Regions from separate parts of the Mus musculus genome. Here all the other regions are linked to region 2. A link is a contact called in public ChIA-PET and HiChIP or PLAC-seq data. All regions are on one chromosome and are shown on one strand. The core of a region is the stretch at or near the end of the contact, and the rest is flanking DNA. Distances in the headings are between cores, read along the strand shown. Region 1 has its middle 2.8 kb from the start of Gm30820. Region 2 has its middle 7.3 kb from the start of Zc3h12d. Region 3 has its middle 58 kb from the start of Gm30820.

Region 1 (4,264 bases), core at 1,343-3,842, 150 kb before region 2:
TCTTTTCATAACTAGCAATACAACCTATTTCCTTAGCATTTTTAATCTAATTAAATCCCTTTGTTTTTCTTTAATTGAAAAAAAATCATATAACACAAGCTAATTAAGATTTTATTCTTTCTCAATTTTCAGAGCTTGAATTTTTTGATGAAGTGAATAAATTGGTTTTTCCAGGTACACATCATGAGGTCACCTCTGACTAAAATGTTGACAGACAGAGTGGTTTTCCAAACGAGCTAGGCTGCTCTTAAAAATAATAATGACTCCAGAAACCACCTTCTCAAGCTAAGCTTCCTGACAACAGTGTGGTGGTTTGAATATGCTTGGCCCATAGGAAGTGGTACTGTTAGGAGGTGTGGCCTTGTTGGGGGAAGTGTGTCAGTGTGGGGGCATGGGTTTGACGCTCCTCCCAGTGTAGAAGAGTCAGTCTGCTCCTGTTTGCCTTTGGAACAAAATGTAGAGAGCTCTCAGCTTCTCCAGCACCATACCTGCCTGGACGCTGCCATACTCCCACCTTGATGATAATGGACTGAACCTCTGAACCTGTAAGCCAGCCCCAATTAAATGTTGTCCTTATAAGAGTTGCCTTGTTTGTGGTGTCTTTTCACAGCAATGCAGACCCTAACTAAGACACACAGTAAATCCAATAAAGTGAGTTTTAAAAATTATTATTACTATTGTTTCCATGGCAGAGACAAGAAAGTATCAAACATGAAATAGCAAACTTAGTTCTCCTGGGGGTGGGGGGGGCTGACAAAAAATACAAAGTTGTGAGTGATGAGCTATAAACCCTGGCATTTCTGTGCAAGCTAGGCATCCAATTTCAAAGTTTCTGACTTTACTCTCTTTAGTTTTTGTGAGTTTTCTGGGGCCAACAAAGTATCTACTGGTTTGAATCAGAGATAGTTATTTGCTCAAGGTCCTGGATACAAAATTGCAACATCACAGTGTCTACAAAGTAGGTTCCTTCTGAGGGCTATAGTGACAATTTTGGAATTTTGGTTTCTTAAGAAAAAACCCACACACAGAGAAGTATAAGAATACGGTTTTGTTTTGATCCCAGGTGTGGGATATCGGGCTGCTTCAGATTCTTCATAGAAGCTGACTATGACTTGCCTCATGCTCCAGCAGGGGCGTGATTTCCAGCTGCAGATGGTTCCAGTAACTGTGTGACATTTGGAATTCTCGGCACTTTCAGAGGGTATATAGATGTTAGGGGCCTTCGAGAGGTCTGGATGGTTGTTGGTCATCCAGGGAGGTTGGTTGTGGTCAGTAGTGGTGCTCAAAGAAGAAACAATAAGAAAGAAAATAGGTTCAGGATCTATCTCTCCTCTCTATCCTTCTTTTTCTCCTATCTAGTGATGGGGGTGAAACCAGGGGGATAAAGGGTGAGAAAAAGAGGAAAGTAGCTAAGACCGGCTATAGAAGGCTGTGAGAGAAGATGTTTCAGCCTCTTTCTGAGGCTTGCAGGTGGCTGCCTCCTCCCTGACTTTGTGTGATCTCCCTTTGGTGTCTGTTTATATTCCAATTTGTTCATTTTTTAAATGTATGTTGCTTTAGCTAGCTGTGCATGCATGCACTATGGCTTATATGTGGAGTCAGAGGACAGTTTTCGAAAGTGAGTTCTCTCTTCACTGTATGGATTCTGAAGATCAAATGCAGGTACTCCATACTATCAGCAAGCACCCTTCCCCAACTGGGGCATCTCCACAGCCCCCTTTAACTTACAAGGGCAGAGGGACAGTGGTCATATCAGATTAGGATTGGTCTTAACAACCTCATGATAACGTTACCTCTTAAAAGACCTATAATAGCTAATTTCAATTTTCTAGTTGAGATCTTAAGTCCACTGGAAGACGGACCTGTGGGAATGGGGGATAATCTTAATTAGGTTAACTAACTTTAGGAAGATGGCCTATTGTGGGTTCAGCCATTCCCTGGGCTGGGATTCAAGATTGTGTATAAAGAGGAAACGTGAGCACAAACATCCATCTCTGCTTCCTAATTGTAGATATGATGCTGAAAACTGCATCAAGCAAGTCACTTTCCTGTCTCAATTTCCCTGTCATGAGGGACCCTTGAGCCAAAAAAAAAAAAAAAAAAAAAAAAAAACCAGACCAAGGTCATCAGACTGTTAAATAATTGACAGAGTCCAGAATTCCACACTTCCTGGATCAACCAGAACTATAACCAAAAAAAAAAAAAAAAAAAAAAAAAAAAAAAAAAATCCTATCTTCTTCTTTTTAATGTTTTATTCGAGGTATGTTAATTATATATAATTATGGGCTTCATTAAAAGTGTATACCATATACAATGCATTCTCATCATCTATTTTCATTTGCCAAATTCCAAACTGTCAAAAAAGTTTTAAGGAGAACCCTTATGAAAGTAGGTTTTCAAAATTCTAAGCCTACAATTGCATCGCTCTACTCCTCAGCCTCTGGTAGCAGTATAGGAAAGGCACATGCAAGATGGTGACAGCAAGGAAGCAAACTAGACAACAACCGGTTATCACAGCCAGCTGTGGTGAGAGCTGACTGGATTCCACCAGAACCACATTAACCCCACTGAAGGCAGCTGGCACAATAACCTCAATAGTACTTCCTCCTAGGCCCCACTTCTCAATGCTTCTGTACCTTGATACTGCCACACAGAGGACCAACCCCCACCCGTGCACACGTGCTCGCTGAGGGACAAGCCCCATGCAAACATACCAATAATTATCGTCACAGTTATTCTGATGGTTTGGAGTCGCGTGGGTCGTTGTGATAAGCTGTAGGTCTTGCGTGCGCCGGACTGGCCAGCAGTAACGACGCTGCAACAGGATCCTTCTGCAACAGGATCCTTCTGCACACGTTTATTAGGAGAGCTTGATTGCAGAGGCGAAGAGACCCCGAGCCCAGAACTGGTGCTGCTTATATAGGCCTAGGAGAGGCGTGTCTCACACCCGGATTGGTTATGCACTAAGCCTCATTTGCATGTTCCTCATCTGATTGGCTACTCTCTCTCTCTGTACCTCACAGAGCCTCATTATCAAACCTCATTTGCATGTCTCACATCTGATTGGTTATACTCTCAAAGCCTCATTATCATGCCCGGGCCAGGCAGTGTCTTTGCAAAAAACTTTACTGCATATGTACACATTGGTTGTTTGTCCAAACTTATGTGTGGTGGCCAGCAGTAGTCAGCGCTACTCTGCAACGGCACATGTGGCTTCCCACATGTGGGAACACATTTTTCTCTGGGGTAAAACATGCAATGTTAAAGGTAGAAAGATGTCATTTTAAATCAAGAATGCAGTACATGCCAGGCATGGTGATGCACACCTTTAATCCCAACACTCAGGAAACAGAGGCAGGTGGCTCTTTGCAAATTTGCAGCCAGCCTGGTCTACATGGTGAGTTCCAGGCTGGAGCTACACAGTGAGATTCTGCCTCAACGAAACAAAAAGGCAGCATCAGCAGAAGAATTTACTATTTACTACCCTCGCGTGATCTCAAATCAGTTACCTGGTCTCTTTGATTTATTTATGAATTAGGAAGCAAGAGTTTCCTGTTTTTCTCTAAGAAATAATTAAAATATTGAAGATGTTTTAGGTCACATAGAAATGTTCATTTTTCTTATTTTAGGAGCAAATAACATAAACTCATTTTCTCCCGATAAAATTTCTTAAATTGTAAAATAATCCCAGCTATAGGGGTTAATTCCATAACTGTCTAAGTGCATTCCACCCGCCCCTGCTGTTTTTTACTTTATTATCAATCAACACTTCCCGCTGGGGATTGGATTAAATCTTCTCTCTCATGCCAAATGAGGACGGGGCTTATGTTTGTTCTTTAACTGTACAATTGTTAACATTTTTCCATATCTCATATTTAACAGAAAATGAAAGGCATTGGGGTGGAGGTGGGGAAACTATGTCAAGAATCTGACTTCAGTGAAAATATTTCATCTGAGTGTCTAGCCCTGGATTGAAATATCTGATGCTGGTCAAAAGGCTCTAACAATTATCTTAGTGTATATTGGTGAGCTCCAGCTTACCAGCTCACAGAGGAAAGCTAAGCCCTAAGAGTGTGTAGGACTCAAGATAATTCTGTTCTTTCCTGCTCTCTGTACTGGATAAAAACGAAGGCTCTGAATGAAGACAGAGTGTTTTTCTTATTATTCTTGGAGACGTTTTGAATCTAGGCACAAATAAATAGAAACCTGGATCTTGCTAAGAGCACAGTTAACTATGGATAGACCTTCTATTTCTAGTGAGCCC
Region 2 (4,263 bases), core at 1,210-3,709:
CGCCTACGGTACCAGTGGTTCTCAACCTGTGGGTCATGGCCCCTTTGGGGTTCAACAACCCTTTCATGGGAGACAGATATCAGATATCCTGCATATCTGATACTTATATTATGATTCATAACATCAGCAAAAATACAGTTATGAAGTAGCCATGAAAATGATTTTATGGTTGGGGTCATATCATGAGTGGAGTAATGCTTAGCTTTAACAGGCCATTCTTGACTCTGGAAGACCTGCCTTTCCTAGAATCCAGAAAAATCTTAGATTTTTCAGCGAGCCCCTCCCCCAAGGGAAATGTGATGTGGTTCATGCTTAGTACTCCATTCATCCCTAAGAAGAAATGCTATGAACCAATGAACCAAAAGACATGAGGGCTGATGGTCACTAACAGAGGAACTAAGATGAGCACAGGCAACAATGAGGGGTGTTGCACATGCTACATGAAGCCTTGAACCCTGGCCACATTGTTTAGAAACATAGGCTCCAAGGCTTATCCCGGCATCCTCTGTTGGTCTCTGGCCAAAACACTATAGAAGCTTTTCTTGAGCCCCATAGCACCTCACCCCACAAGAAAGGTGACAAGCTACCATGCCCTTACCCTGACCCCTGTCCTAAAACATGTTCAAGTTCTGATTTCTTCTGTGAACATAACTTTATTTGAAAATAGTCTCTGTAAAAGTTACTCAGGTAAGCTGGAGTTGTACAGCCGTGAGGGGGCCCTGATGTAATGGCTAGCATTCTTATTAGAAATAAGGAGAGGGAGACTCAGACATAGAGATGCAGGGTAAAGGCCATGTGAAGGCAGAGGCTAAGCTTAAAGTGGTGTAACTGTAAGCCAAGGAACGTACCAGAAGCTAGAAAGAATCATTAGCACCCTCAAGCTGCTACCGTGTGCTGCAGCATCATTGTCATGCGGAGGCTGTGGACACAGGCTCCCAAACAGAGCAAGTGTCGAGATGAGACATCACGTTATTTCCTGTGAGCATGCGAGGGGGTAAGGCAATGAATCTGTGCCTTTGGTTTGTGAATAGTAGATGATTATCAATGTAACAGTGAAACAACCCTTCTGAAGGTAAAGATATCTGCCGTCCAATGAGATTACAGTAAGACAAGGCTCCACTGCATGCCGTGTGTATGAAGATGAGTTGCACAGGGCGACTGCCCCCAAGACAGTATGAGAAGTGGCCCACTATGGGACTAGAGACCACGTTAACTAGGGAGCTCTACTAATCCTGCTCCCAGTGTATCAAAGTCTCGCCCAAACCACACCCATCTGTAGCCACTCCAGACCCTTGAACTGCTGGCCTTCGTCAATGAGTGATCGTGGAGCAGAGACCATAGACTTTTTGTGATTTTTATTATTATTATTATTGATGGAAGGCCCATTCTATGTCTCAAATCCAGACTTCTGCACCTACTCTGGGAAAGTAACTTGGATTAAATCTGGTTTGGGGTTGCACGAGGCGCGAATATGGAATGAGTTATGTTCAAAGCAATGGGGGCTGTGGAACCAGCCTGTTGCAGAACCCACTTTCCTTGGCTACACTCTACCACTTTCCTCCTTAGGAATGTGCTCAGCTTCTCTACCGCCTAAGAATCAAATGCAGGCTTTCTGGATTTGCTTCCCGCTCCCTCCTGTCTGTGGGCCCTTCCTTTCTCTTTATAATCCTCTGCTTTGGTCAGCCCATCACCACGTGTTCCCATAGTTTTCTGCTCCTACATCTGGCACCGACCTTTTTGTTTCTGAATCAAGCTTCCCAACTGGAAAGCCAAGCCTCTCCACCACACCAAGGAAACAGTACAAAGCAAAACTGTTTTCAGGAACCAGGGGTCACTGTGGTAGAGTTCTAGAATTCTAGCCGCATCCCCCAACTTCTCTTTTTATACACACTATTGCTAATATGTTACTGTGTGGGTCAGCTTCCCAGCAATCCAAAGGGAATACCATCAACACAGGTTTTAAAAAAATCATTGAGTTGGCTGAGCAGTGGCACACACCTTTAATCCCAGAACAACTCAAGAAGGCAGAGGCTGGCTGATCTTTGTATTCAAGGCCAGCCTGGTCTACTGAGCAAGTTCTGGGACAGCCAGAAAAACCCTATCTCAAAAAAAAAAAAAAAAAAAAAAAATCACATATATTTAGTGTGTGCTTGCAGACGTCACGGGGCACATGTAGAACCCAAGGGTCAAATCCAAGCTTGGTGACATGCGTCTTTACTGGATGAGGTGCTTGGCAGCCCTCACAATACCATTTTTAAACTGCACAATGAAAACACTCAACAGCTCACCCGTCTGCCTGCTCAAACGAACAAGGAATAGAGGAGGCGAAATGTAAGACTGCTAACTCTTAGCATTACTCATATTTCCCAGACCTGGGTGGGTTATAAACACGTAGGAATAAAGACCAGCAAGAATAACTGGTGTTATTTGCTTTGACACAGAGTCCGTTTTGAAAAGAAGGGGATCTCCACATGATCACTTAACAGGAAACAACCTTCTCTCAAGTTTCCCATCAAAGCATAGTCTCCTAGCAACAGCCACTTAAAGGTGAAGCTTCTGAGATTTCGATTTTACTATCTGTTATGTATTCTCTGTGACTCAACCTTCCAGGTATGAAATGTCAAACTTAGATTAAATTTCCACTGACCAAAATTCAGTTTATTAAAGGAACTGGTCCAACTGCTGAGACAACACGGAGGTTCTCACTCAGCCTCTCAGCCTACTAAAGAACTATTAAGAGTGCTGGCCAAAGTCTTTGAAAATTCAACTGGTAAAAGATTAACACCCTAGCCGGGTGGTGGTGGTACCCGCCTTTAGTCCCAGCACTGGGGGGGGGGGGGGGGGCAGAGGCAGGCAGATTTCTGAGTTCGAGGCCAGCCTGGTCTACAAAGTGAGTTCCAGGACAGCCAGGGCTATACAGAGAATCCCTGTCTCAGAAAACAAACAAACAAACAAACAAACAAACAAAAAGATTAACAGCCTAAACTGAAGCTGTATTAATGAGCAATCTGGGGTTTGAAGTAACTACTTTAATGCAAAATGTACTTGCTGTTGTTTTTTGTTTTTTGTTTTTTTTTTTTTCCCAAAAGCCAATGGAAAATCACCGAAAGCTGGTTTCATCTAGTACAGTGGGAGGTAGAAGATTCTCCTTTCAATGGCAGCACCTAAGAGGGAAAGGTGGGGCTCACCTAAACCCTGAAGCCAAATCTGAGACAGAAATTATGGGGCACTTCACCTAGATATACGCAGTAGTAATTCAGATTACTGCCCCATATCTCATCAAGACACATAACCAGGTTATGACTAAAATTATAATTAAAATCACCTAGTGAGACTGGGCATAGTAGTGCATACTCTTAATCCAGCATTTGGAAGGCAGAGACAGGCAGATCTCTAGGAGTTCAAGGCCAAGGCCTGGACTACATAGTGAGTTCCAGGCCACCAAGGCTACACAGTCTCAAAAACAAAGAATGGAAGTCCGCTGGTAGAGGGCTTGTTTAGCAGTCCTTAAAACCACATAATACAGGCGTGGTGGTACACATTTATAACTCCAGATCTCTGCAAATTTGGACAGGAGGTCCAGAAGTTCAACCTCATACTCGGCTAGGTTTGAGGTCAGGCTGGGTTACAAATAACCCCATTAAAGTAAAACAATAAAATAAAAACAATAAAACTAAACAAAAAAAAAGGGGGGGGGGGAAACCACCTGGTTAAAACAACAGCTTCAGCCAGGCATGGTGGCGCACACCTTTAATCCCAGCACTCGGGAGGCAGAGGCAGGCAGATTTCTGAGTTTGAGGCCAGCCTGGTCTACAAAGTGAGTTCCAGGATAGCCAGGGCTACACAGAGAAACCCTGTCTTGAAAATCAAAAAAACAAAACAAAAACAAACAAACAAAACAAAACAAAAAACAAAAAAACCCCACAGCTTCTCAAAAGAAATCCTCATATATTGTCTTTGGGAATGTGAATTATTATAGCCATTATGGAAAACAGTAGAGATATTTTGGGGGACAAACTTTGAAGATGTACTACTATGATCCAGCAGTGTAAAGGGTTTGTTTGCAAACTGCAGAGCTGCCTGTGCTTCCAGCTGAGACACAAAATACACACACTCGCCTAATAACAACAGAGAGAACACATGCCATCTAGACACACAGGATACTCTTTATCCTTTAGGAAGGAAAGGCATTTGCAACATGGGTGAACCTGGACAACATTAATACTGAGTGATATAAGCAGGCACAGAAACACAAATTCTATG
Region 3 (4,812 bases), core at 1,313-3,812, 210 kb before region 2:
AGGAAGCACTACACATTCCCCACTCCAGACGTATGTAGCACACAAATTGACACAACATTTAAAATGGAAACGTGTTGGAGAAATGGATCAATAGAATGATGAATACACCAAGGGTATTTAGCTAATTTTTACAGGTGTTGCTGCTTTTCAAACAAGATTATTTCAAACTCAACTGAAAAGGAGAATGTAGATACTCCCCCCACAGGAAAGTGTAGATCCTTCCCTTCCTGAGGAACATGGATTCATTGGCAATCTTTGGTAGTGGGACTAGAAACTTTTTTTTTTCTTGCTGTGCTATCTCAATAACAGAAAGTAGAAATAATAGGCAAATTCCTATATTTTTTCTGCAGGTACTTAGAGGATTATGGACGTCAGTTGTGGTATTCATATCTAAGATATCCATTTTCAATTTCATTCCTTTCTTGGCTTCAGAAAACTCTGACCCCTAACTTTACAATTCACCATGTTTTGTATACATATAAAGAGCATGGCTTGCTTGTGCAGAGTTTGGATCCTTATCCCAAGCTGTAAGCAAGTCTGAGAAAACCAAAACACTTGATACAGGCTTCCAGAGAAAGAGCATCATGTTACCTCCAACTTGCCGACAGGGCACATTCCCATGATGCCAGGCCACTGGTCAGGGCCAGAGGGGAGCCAAGGCACTTCAGGGCATTCCTTCAAGGGACCTGTTTCTTACGTCATGTCACTGGAGGTAAGGCTGTCTTGCAGCTGGCCTTTCCCCTTTCAGGAAGCTCTAACTGTCCTCATTTACAGTTGCTCTGGGGAGCCTTTCCCAGATGATGGGGGGAAGGCACAACCATTCTTTCTAAAAGCCAAGACAACTTGCTGAGACAAAATGTTTTCTCATTGTGGAATTTAAAGTAACCAGTGGGGTGGCAAAGGAAGTCTGGAAAGCTCTTATTACTGGGTGGGTACATGAAGACCTTCTGAATTAGTTTCTTCATTTTGTGTGTGATTTCAACTTCTCTTAATGTCTTTAAGATTCTGCTAGGATACTTGAAGAAGGGAGCTTCATAGCCCTGGAGGGAGAATAAGATGACACTAACTCAGTCATAGGAATAGAAAAAGCCAATTGGTACCTGTCCCTCCCTGATCTGATCAGCACAGCCATCGAGCTCGGTGCGCCAACTCAGATAAAACAGCTGCAAAAATAGAAGTGGCTCAGCCTTGAAACCCAAGGCAAATAATAATTGGAAATTTAAAAACAAAGTTGTGAACCAAATCCATGTGTTCCTCAGTCCTAATAACAGCTTTTCATTTGAATTATGCATCAGTGTGAACATTTGAATTACAAATGTACGAATTATTCATTATTTTCGATGTGACTAAGTAGTCTGGCCTCACGTTGAAAGCCAGTGCTAAGCTTTCCTGGGTTCTGGATGACAAGGACAGGGCGGGCACCTGGAGACCCTGAAAGGGCTGGTTGCCCTTCAGAGTGCCAGTGTATAGAAAACACAGGGATCAGTGTACTATACAGGGTCCTGGGTTCTGACCTCTTCACACCCAGAGACGTCCCGGTGTCTCCTGGCTCAGCAGCCTGTAACAGCTGCTACCCACTGGCACCACCTACATTTTAAACCAGCTGGAGACAGAGTTCTACGTGATAAGCCTGTTACATTTGCAGAGTAAGCAGGAACATCTAATGGTTGGGCCCCCTAATGACTCAGGGACCAGGCTCTGACCAGCCATAGCAAAGCAGGGGGAAAAATAATTAAAAGGGCCTTTGTCAAACTCCCTCTAAATCAGTTTTTTTTAATGTGCTCAATTTAGGAGTCCCTAAGTGCCCATTCAACTGCAGTGGCCTCTAAGAACCATAGAAACCCCTGGGATAGCCATGGCCAATTAGTGAAACAGAAGTGTGTGTGTGTGTGTGTGTGTGTGTGTGTGTGTGTGTGTGTGTGTGTGTGTTTGCACTGTGTGTACTTTGCATGCATTCATGTGTTTAAAGAACCAGCACAGATGTTATATTATACTGAATGAGCCCCCATGAGAGAAGGACATATTGAACCCCAAATAGAATCATTCTTCTATTGTTTGGGAGACCGACCGTCAGAGTGACGGCAGCAAAGAGCGGCCCTGGTGATAAAAATAGACAAGGCTAGTACATGGGGGCCTTTAACAGATGAAACTTACAGAAATCCATAGGGAAAATCGGCAAGGCAGCTGCCTGAAACCTAAGGGTAGGCATCGTAAGGGACGGGAGGTGAGTAAAGAGACAGATAAAAAAGAGAAAGTGGCAAAGATGCCAAAACCAAAGAGGGAAGAAAAATACACGGTGTCAGAAACCAAATGAAGGAATAAGGGTGAAACTGTCAACTGTGCAAAGTGAAACCCTGCCCTGCCGTGCTTCAGCTAACAAAGAAAATGTGTGCTTTGTGCACATACTAGCAAGTCTTTAAAGACGGTGGTGGTGGTGGTGGTGGTGGTGGTGGTGGTGGTGGTGTGTGTGTGTGTGTGTGTGTGTGTGTGTGTGTGTGTGTGTGCTGGCAACGAGAAGCTTTTCCTACACCAGACCACACCAGATGCCTTTCCCCTGTCACCTCCCTTTGCTGAGTGAGGCAGTCATCCCCCGGAGAGGAGAAGGGTTGTTTAGTACCTGGGGGACTCTGTGAGCCACATCAATGCTGAAGGACTTTGCTCCATGACAGAAACTGAAGCCCCTACAGTGCCTGGCAGGGCATAGAGAGCCTGGCTGTGTGAAGCTCAGTAGGAAAAGCAATTTGGGGGATTTGATGGAAACTATAGATGGGCCTGCAAGGAGGGCCCTTTCCTCCCTCCCCTACTTGGGAAGATTCTGCTCTCAACCCCTGTCAACTCTAATCCCAAATGCCATCCTTATAAGGGACCTGCAATGTCAGATCAGCACCTTATTCATTTTTTAAAGCTATTAGGTTGTTTTATTTACTCTTTTAGTGGTCAAGCTATTGGATCCCAAGCTTTAAATCTCTCCAGTTCTAGTTACAATTGTTTAAAACACTGGCTAGTTGTAATCTATGGAAATACCTCTCCAATAAATGGGTAAAAACTTAGAATAACCAAAGAGGGGAGAAGGAGAGAGAGAGAGAGAGAGAGAGAGAGAGAGAGAGAGAGAGAGAGAGAGAGAGAGAGAGAGAGAGAGAAGAAGAAGAAGAAGAAGAAGAAGAAGAAGAAGAAGAAGAAGAAGGAGGGAGGGAGGGAGGGAGGGAGGGAAAGGGAAGGAAGGAAGGAAGGAAGGAAAGAAGGAAGGAAGGAAGGAAGGAAGGAAGGAAGGAAGGAAGGAAGGAAGGAAGGAAGGAAGGAAGGCAGGCAGGCAGGCAGGCAGGCAGGCTTGGCTCCAAGTTCAGTTGAATGCCCAAAGGTTCAAGTTTGGCTGAATAGACTTTGTGTAATGAAATCCCAGCTTTCCTGTCTGCTCCTCCAGGCTAAACACATCCTGGACGAGACTGATGAAATTAATTAAACAATGCAAGAATCTTATAGTCGGCTGTGTTACTTAGGATTACCTGTTAATAAGAAACAATGGGAACCAGAGAGCTAGCTTGGTCAATAAAGTAGTGCCTTTTGAGCATAAGAACTTGAATTTGAGCCGCAGAACCCATGTAAGAGAGCCAAAGTGAGGCTTATGTGTAATCCCAGTGCTGGGCAGAAGAAGACAAGAGAATCCCTGGGGCTCACTAGCCAGTCTGTCTTGCCTAATTGGTTCCCAGTGAGATATTCTTAAAGGAGTAGATGATAGTCCTGAGGATAACACACATGTACCGGCACACACACACACACCCAAAGCAACAATCCTCCAAAATTCAGTAGCCCTCCAGCTTCACCCTGCATGAAGAGTTGACTTTTCACTGACCTTCCAGTATGCAGCATGGGCTCCATCACTGTGGCTGTTAGGGCTCAGTCACAGAACTGCTATCCCCACTTTACAAGCATTGGCCCATAGAAACTTCTGAGGGCTCAGAAATCTGAGAGCTGTGACTTTTCTGTCCCTCTGCCTAAGTCTCTGGCTCCTCCTGATTGCCAGGGCGCTTGAGTCTTAGGCCTTAAAGAAGGAGGTTTACAGTTCAATTTAGACGAGCAATAGAGGTTTGCTAGATTAGGTGCCTGGAAAAAGGGCCTACAGACTTTAGAATTGAAAGTATCAACTTCCCTAGCTGGAGATTAGAGCCAAGCTCACTGATCCATGAGATGGTCGGCTCCATTTCCTGAATGATAAGTTAATCAATTGTCCTAACCAACCGCAATCCATACAGCACAGGGAAGTCTGCAAGCAGAATGATTCTATAGCTTTTTGCCCTACAAAGCTGTGAGGATGGCCTGTAGTTAACAGAAGGTCTATTTTTGTCCTGCCTTACTGTTAACACACAAGAAAGGTTGGGAAATGACACTAAATGTGTTGGCAGGGTCAGATGGATCCTTGGCATTTCAGGAGCACTGAAAGCAGGGTACTTCCTTGGTGTGCTGGCTACACTTACTTTTTTTGGCAAGAGAGCAAAGAACTGTAGGAGGAAATTGGAGCTCACTCACTGGGGATGGCAGCCCACTTTCAACTGATACTCACAGAAAGAAAGCTTTCAAGAATTAGAAGGCAAATCTCTTGGCCTTCAGGATACTTGGGCTGTATCCTAGGTGACCACACTAGCCTTGAAGCTTTAGCAAGGCAATTCATGTGATCTGGGCTTTTACATTAGTATCCGAGGAACATTAAGACATGAGAACAAACTGTAGAAAATGACTCTCTTTTACTGCAGTGGAGAAGATGATTAATGGCCACATGCCTTGCAAACTTGAACAGTAACCACTTGAATGCCAAAG

The links. ChIA-PET counts read pairs in DNA pulled down with a chosen protein or histone mark. HiChIP or PLAC-seq counts read pairs in DNA pulled down with a chosen protein or histone mark.
Region 1: a BATF HiChIP or PLAC-seq map of CD8 T cells shows a contact between it and region 2, with 7 read pairs. The contact joins two enhancer-like sites. A contact is called at or near these places in 3 of 39 promoter capture datasets (the 3T3-L1 cell line, neutrophils and stem cell-derived epiblast-like cells), 1 of 115 datasets of contacts at active chromatin or transcription factors (CD8 T cells) and 3 of 9 other capture datasets (adipose tissue, liver and pancreatic islet).
Region 3: an RNA polymerase II ChIA-PET map of memory CD8 T cells shows a contact between it and region 2, with 37 read pairs. The contact joins two enhancer-like sites. A contact is called at or near these places in 6 of 39 promoter capture datasets (the 3T3-L1 cell line, 3T3-L1-derived adipocytes, the C10 cell line and 3 more), 2 of 115 datasets of contacts at active chromatin or transcription factors (memory CD8 T cells and microglia) and 2 of 9 other capture datasets (adipose tissue and embryonic stem cells).

What each region holds. Positions count from the first base shown.
Region 1 is chr10:7,974,984-7,979,247 of GRCm38.p6, reverse strand. No RefSeq gene overlaps it. Among named protein-coding and RNA genes, the nearest start is that of Gm30820, 2.8 kb to the left of the region's middle. Within about 2 kb of position 2,592, at least 34 of the 459 cell types and tissues checked have an H3K27ac peak or open chromatin away from gene starts, as enhancers often do. A contact at or near this core is called in CD8 T cells, where this site is marked.
Region 2 is chr10:7,823,022-7,827,284 of GRCm38.p6, reverse strand. No RefSeq gene overlaps it. Among named protein-coding and RNA genes, the nearest start is that of Zc3h12d, 7.3 kb to the left of the region's middle. Within about 2 kb of position 2,459, at least 47 of the 459 cell types and tissues checked have an H3K27ac peak or open chromatin away from gene starts, as enhancers often do. A contact at or near this core is called in CD8 T cells and memory CD8 T cells, where this site is marked.
Region 3 is chr10:8,035,246-8,040,057 of GRCm38.p6, reverse strand. No RefSeq gene overlaps it. Among named protein-coding and RNA genes, the nearest start is that of Gm30820, 58 kb to the right of the region's middle. Within about 2 kb of position 2,562, at least 62 of the 459 cell types and tissues checked have an H3K27ac peak or open chromatin away from gene starts, as enhancers often do. A contact at or near this core is called in memory CD8 T cells, where this site is marked.